Regions from separate parts of the Mus musculus genome. Here region 1 is linked to region 2. Evidence: chromatin contacts called from public promoter capture Hi-C data. All regions are on one chromosome and are shown on one strand. The core of a region is the stretch at or near the end of the contact, and the rest is flanking DNA. Distances in the headings are between cores, read along the strand shown. Region 1 holds the start of Tial1 (Tia1 cytotoxic granule-associated RNA binding protein-like 1). Region 2 holds the start of Slx1b (SLX1 structure-specific endonuclease subunit homolog B (S. cerevisiae)).

Region 1 (3,234 bases), core at 218-2,717, 1.8 Mb after region 2:
CATCACTCTGCATGGGAGGGGGGGCCGGCGGAGGGGGGTAGGAAACGCCAATTAAGCGGTTGGAAGATGCGATTCATTCATTAGATTGGGCTTCAGGTGAAACCCGACAGCTATACCGCGAAAAATAGCACTCAAAAGACAGGTAACAAATAGCGGGAGCAGTCATCCTTTTATCCAACTCCGATGGTCCGGACGCACAAACGGATTAGGAAGCGGCATCACTAACTGAGCGAAAGGAGTTTAACTGGTTGTCAGGTTGGCGCAGTAAGCGCTCAAAGTAAACTTCGTTATCCAAGGGACAGAGGTGGTGCACGGTGGCGAAAAGCAATCACTTTGGCACTTCAAAAGCAGCAGGCGCTAGGCGGGTGTTTCTGACAGCGTGGGGCACGTGGGGCAGAAAGAGACAAGGGGCTCCTCTGGTTAAAGAGTGGTAGACTGGGGAGAAGGACTCGGAGCGACTGAGGCTGAGGACGTGGACTGCTGAGGACGTGGACTGAGGCTAAACGTTCAAGCCAAAGGATGCAGTAGTGGTCCCACCCCCGCCAAGCCCTGCCCCCGTAGGGACCCACAGCTCCTGGCTCAGCCCGGAGCCCCCAAAGCACAGGGGGAACAGTAGCTCTCCCGCGCCTGACAGCCTCAGCCGTGCACAAGCCCAGCCAAGCAAGAGTGTGCAAAAGAAGGGGTCGGGAGGAAAAAGTCGAGACAAGCCCTAGACCCTAGGAAGTGACTGTGTTTGGGGGGGAAGGGAGGGCTTCCTTCTCTGGGAAGGGGGACAGATGAGGAATGCACTTCACAGCCGCGCCACCGCGACGCCCGGCTCTCCGCTTCTAGTCCCGGGCTCCTGCTCTCCCTTCCTCCCTCCGCTTCCCGCAGTGCCCGGGCCACTCGGTGCCTGGCACCCCGGGTCTCGGGTACTCACAGAGTCCGGGGCTGTCCGTCGTCTTCCATCATGGTGGGTGCGACGGAGTGATCCCGGGACAAGGGGGAGGGCAGGGCTGGGGAGGGGAGGGGGCGGGAAGGAAGGGGAGGGGGGCTCCGGGCGCCGGCTGGGGACAGAGGAAAAGGTACTGAACCCCGCTCTCGGGTCCGCTCCCCCCAGCCCGCTCCGGACACTGCGCTCCAACCAGGAGGAGCAGGAGGAGGAGGAGGATGAACAAAATGGCCGCCACCACCAGCCAGGCAGGAAACGCGGCAGGGCGCAGGCGCGGCCCGCCAGGTCACTGCTCAGGCCAGCTGCGACGGCCTGTCCGGCAAAAGTAGCTAAAGAGACAGAAAGCCCGGCCAAAGAGTACACCCTGCGACTGGACACGACGGAGCACGTTGTCGCTGTGGGCCTGCTGGCCAGTCAAGACCTATCCGGGTCCAAGAGAGACCCAACACAGAGAGAAAAGCCGCGAAACCAAGTCTCCGGGAATTGCGGTCCCGGGAAAGTGGGGGAAGCCCTTCTCCAGTGGCCTTCTGGGAACTGTAGTTCAAGGCAGACCCTGCGCCTGCCGGAGCGCGAAGGAGAGATTTCTGGGTAGTGTAGTCGTACGTGAGGACGTGCCGCGACTAAGTAGTCGGCGTGCCGGGATAGAGCGAGGAATAAAAGGCGGGCGGCCGAAATAGAGAGGAGCTGTCCGGGAAGTAAACTACAAATCCCAGAGTGCCTCGCGCCGGGGCCCGCCCCAGGATCGCTCTTAGCATCTTAAGGCTCTTCTGTTGGTCCAGTGTGAGCTTCTGCTCCGCCTCCGTCCAGCCCCAGAGCGGTTTCTTCAACTGCAGATCAGGCGGTGTGCTGGCTCCGCGTGGTTCTCCCGTCAGCCGGCCTTGCCCGCCTCTACTCTCAGAACTGCTGGTCCGTGTTCAACAACCGACGCCTCACGCGACGGGCAAAAGAGTGGCAACTCTGAACCCGGAGAGATGTAGCGGACATCGGGCAACACCAGATCCAGCCTTGTCTTTGAGCACGTGTTCTAACCAGATAGGCCTTTCTAGACTATACCGCTTGTAACTTGCTTTACAAGTTCCACAAGGATCGCTACCCATTATCTCATCGGATTAGTGGGTAAGGCTGCAAAAGAGCAGCCCCTCATTCAAATGGCTTGTACCGCTCTTTCAAATCCCTACTTAAAACTTAAATATTCGCGTGGTGGCGCACAGTGCTACTGAACAGGAGGATAATGGATTTAAGGCCAGCCTAGAAATAGATACCAAGACCTTATCAAAAACTAATAATCAGTGAAAACAGCAAAGAGGCTCAACGACCAGGTCTCATGCCAAAACAGTCTGGAGTTCGGTATTGGAGGACACGGGCTGCTAGTATTGAGATGCTAAAGCAAGAGAGGAGATAGAATCATGACAATCTACTGGATGTACACCACATTTGTGGCTGAGGCCCCTAGGGGTCAGACGAAGGGATGGCATTCCCTGCCTGAGACTGGAGTTAACAGTGGTTGTGAGCTGCATATGAGTGCTGAGAACCAAACTGGAAGCCACTGTAAGTGTGCTCTTAACCAGCTCTCCCGTGCCCCCAGCTGCACACTGTCTCATTGAAGGAGAGAAAAGGTCTGGTGGCCAACAGAGAGCTTTGGGGTAGCTTATAGATCTGCTTAGCTGCATACTGAAACCCTACCTGAATTTACAGGTACAGTGGGAGATTGGAGGCTGCTTCTCCATGAGCCTAGGAAGGAGAGAGTAAGTCTGAACGAGAAACGGATTATATCCCAAAGTGAAAAAGGAAAGAGCAACTGGGCGTGGTGGCGCACGCCTTTGATCCCAGCACTTGGGAGGCAGAGGCAGGCGAATTTCTGAGTTCGAGGCCAGCGTGGTCTACAGAATGAGTTCCAGGACAGCCAAGGCTATACACAGCAAATCCTATCTCGAAAAAGCCAAAAAAAAAAAAAATTAATTTTTTTTTTAAAAAAGGAAAGGAAAGAACTTCAGAGAGCTTCAGAAATCTACACAAGTGAAACAAAGGGGTCAGAAAAAAAAATAGGGAAGGGAAGAGGTGGGGAAGGCACCAAGCTCAGCCTCAGCCATACAGTTCCCATCCACTTCCAAAAGGTAAGCCAAATGAAACGCAGGCAGTCCTATACCCAGAACAAGCCCACAACCCTTGTAAGCCTTAAATCCAGGTTTGACGCAGCAGTAATTGCCCCAGCAGAAAAATTCAACAGCAGAGAGAATCTTATCTTGTCACACTGTATGACTCAGAGGCCAGTAGCCAGAAGCAATCTGAAGGGAGAATCTATT
Region 2 (3,164 bases), core at 599-3,098:
CCCAGGTCTATATGATGGGGCTGGAATGCCAACACGGCCTGGACTACAGTATGATTTGCTGGAACGCAGACACGCCCTTTCATCCCTACAGTGAAGGTAAGGTGAGTTTGTAGACGCAGCCATGTTTGAAAATGACATCTAATTAAAGGGCAGATGTCCAACCTACATGAAAACAACACAGGAAAGAGAAGCTACTTAAGAGCAGAGAGAGGGGGCTGGTGAGATGGCTCAGTGGGTAAGAGCACCCGACTGCTCTTCCAGAGGTCCTGAGTTCAAATCCCAGAAACCACATGGTGGCTCACAACCATCTGTAATGGGATCTGATGCCCTCTTCTGGTGTGTCTGAAGATACAACAGTGTACTCATATACATTAAATAAAAAAATAATTCTTAAAAAAAAAAAAAGCAGAGAGAAGGGAGGGCTGTATGTGTATGGAAGTTTGGTCAGGGAAGTTTTACAGAGACAGGTTGTAGAGAGAACAAGCTAGACACCGGTGAAGACAAAAGGAGCCAGAGAATGAGAAGGAGCCAGAAGATTAGAACAGATTGTCAAGGCTAGTATGAGGCCAAGCAGAGCAATTCAGTCAAAAGCTGAGAGAAGCCGGATTGAATCAGCCATCTTGGAAGAATAGATTGTACAGAGGTTAGAAGCTTCCAGGGGTAGGCCTAGGGATAGTTAGAACAGAGAAAGAAACGCTCTGGCTCAGCCCAAGCCATATATTCACACAGCTTGGGTACGGCTCTCCTCTCACCCCTTCATCTGAGGAGATGAAAGCACATTCACATGGAAGTGTAAGCCAAATAAACGCGTTCCTCCCCAGTACGCTTTCGGTCCTGGTGACTCATCACAACAATAGTAACAATAGTAACAATAGTAACCCTAGGGGGCTGCAGAGATGGCTCAGAGGTTGAGAGCACTGACTGCTCTTCCAGAGGTCATGAGTTCAACTCCCAGCCACCACGTGCTGGCCCACAACCATCTGCGATGCATACAATTCCCTCTTCTGGCGTGTCTAAAGGCAGCTACACTGTACTCATATACATAAAATGAATAAATAGATCTTTAAATCTTTATTTTAAAAAATAGTAACCCTAAGATAAGGACCTAGGTTAATTGCATAGCATAGCTTTTGTATCTGATTTTTTTTTTTCTTAAATCCATTTATGTGCATGAATGTTTGGTACGTATGTGCAGAGATTAGAAGAGGGCGTCTGATACCCTGGTAGTGGAGTTACAAAGCAGCCCTAAACTTGTGCACTCGTAATCCAATTAAGCATCACAAATTTTAATCCAGCCATCGCAGAGTGTTGATATACATAAGGTGCCACCTCGCTGCTACGCTTGCTCTGGTGGCAGGCCAGGGACTCAGCACCGCCCCAGATCTAAAAAAAAAAAAAAAAAAAAAACCGGTCCCGCCTCTGTCACTCCTTTGCCCTAGCGGCCCGCCTCCTACGCGGAGCCTTCCGACCAGACACCCGCGCCTTCTTACCAGGGTCCTCGCCCGCTGGTCCGCCATGCTCCACCTTTCTTGCGACCCGCGTTGTGTTGCCGGACCCGACGAGCAGGATTGACAGTGAATCCAACGTAAACGCGGCCCCGATGCCGAGGGTTCTGGCAGTAGAGCAAGTAGACACCGAAGAAGCGCCCGGGTCTTGCTGCATGGTCCATCCGGACTTTCTGGGTTGAAGGGCCAGAGTTGGGGGTGGTTTCTGGGACCTCGGACCTCGGAAAGGGCTGGGTAGCCAGGACTGCAAAACCTTGGTTTAGGAAAAAGCACGGGAGAATGGTCCTGCAAACTCCTGGAAAGCCGGCAGAGCGACTTGCTGCGCCGCCTGCTGGCAGGAGGAGGGTGTGCAAGCGGAACCGCAGGACTGGCTGCCCTCCAGTCCGGCTCGGATTGGCTAACTGTTGGGAGGAAACCTCCCAAGTGCTGGGAATTCAAGGGAGCCAGGAGGCGGAAGTGCTGCCTTCGAAGCCGCCCTAGGAAGGGCGGAAGTGAGCGGCGTGGAGGAAGTGGCTGCAGTGAGGGCGGAAAGCGAGGTGGCGGGACCCGAGGCGAGGTTCTTTGCACGCTGGGCTGTAGCCCCGCCGGGCTGTGGTTATGGAACTCAGCGCCGATTACCTCCGCGAGAAGCTGCGGCAGGACCTGGAGGCAGAGCATGTGGTGAGTGCGATGCTGAGAGGTCGCGGGCGGTGGGGAAGGACTCCTGGGCGCGTGTTCCATCGTCCGGGTCTTCTGCCCGCTAGGAGGTGGAGGACACGACTCTGAACCGTTGCGCGACCAGCTTCCGAGTCCTGGTGGTGTCGGCTAAGTTCGAGGGAAAGCCACTGCTCCAGAGACACCGGTGAGCCCCGGGAGCCAGCCTCTCACCCAGCCAAGCCTCAGGCTCCGGATGGCAGCCCGGGCATCCGCTCGCCATGGGTGGGACCAACTCATTCCCAAAGCCCGGAGATGTGACCCATAGCCCCGAGGGTGCTCCTGCCTTTGTGATTGGATTCCTGTCCTCTCCTTGAATCCCCACTTCTTGGAGACGTCTCCGATCTCCTTGGTCACCCTAGCTTCGGAGCCCATCACTCCAGCTGAGGCCGCTCATTTCCCATTCCCTTCTCTCGCTCCAGGCTGGTGAACGAGTGCTTAGCCGAAGAGCTCCCGCACATCCATGCCTTTGAGCAGAAAACTCTGACCCCAGAGCAGTGGACCCGACAGCGGCGTGAATGAGGGGCCTAGGCCTGAACAGTCATTAAAATTTAAACCTGGCCCAGCTGGTCTCAGTGTGCTGTTTGAAGACCCTGAGGCCAAGTCACGGATGTGGCTTTTCCCTGACTCTCCTCCAGCCATTGTTTCAGCAAATTTGGATGGATTTCTTTCCTGAGCCCTCTAGGTCCCAACTTAAACAATGAAGATTCGGTTCTTAAGTCTGCCAAGGCTTTACTGTCAAACCCTGTGGTCTGTACTGTCACCAAGGTCAGACCTCAAAAAGCAGGGTGTTCCTGCTCTGTCAGCCCTCAGAAACCCTGAGCATTCTCCCAGGTTCCCTCACTCCAGGTTCCTGGAAGTAGCAGAGACAAGATACAGAATTTCTGTCAGTCTCTTCACAGGCGTACACACTCAGGAGGAGGGATGGACACAATGCACGCTGATGTTCAGTTCAGCTCTCCCACA

What was found. Capture Hi-C pulls out chosen DNA fragments and counts their contacts.
Region 1: a contact with region 2 is called in a promoter capture Hi-C map of adipose tissue, with 4 times the contacts expected there. The contact joins the promoter of Tial1 here to the promoter of Slx1b in region 2. A contact is called at or near these places in 2 of 39 promoter capture datasets (liver and pre-B cells) and 1 of 9 other capture datasets (adipose tissue).

The regions. Positions count from the first base shown.
Region 1 is chr7:128,460,206-128,463,439 of GRCm38.p6, forward strand. It overlaps Tial1 (Tia1 cytotoxic granule-associated RNA binding protein-like 1), which reads right to left and starts at 1,468. Exons shown (of 12, transcript NM_001347640.1): 1 at 920-1,468. The coding sequence starts at 951. Gm32816 (a long non-coding RNA gene) reads left to right here and starts at 1,515. Exons shown (of 4, transcript XR_378509.4): 1 at 1,515-2,047.
Region 2 is chr7:126,693,935-126,697,098 of GRCm38.p6, forward strand. It overlaps Slx1b (SLX1 structure-specific endonuclease subunit homolog B (S. cerevisiae)), which reads right to left and starts at 1,849. Exons shown (of 6, transcript NM_029420.4): 1 at 1,491-1,849. The coding sequence starts at 1,669. It overlaps Bola2 (bolA-like 2 (E. coli)), which reads left to right and starts at 2,066. Exons shown (of 3, transcript NM_175103.3): 1 at 2,066-2,165; 2 at 2,249-2,346; 3 at 2,621-2,759. The coding sequence starts at 2,103. The coding sequence ends at 2,720.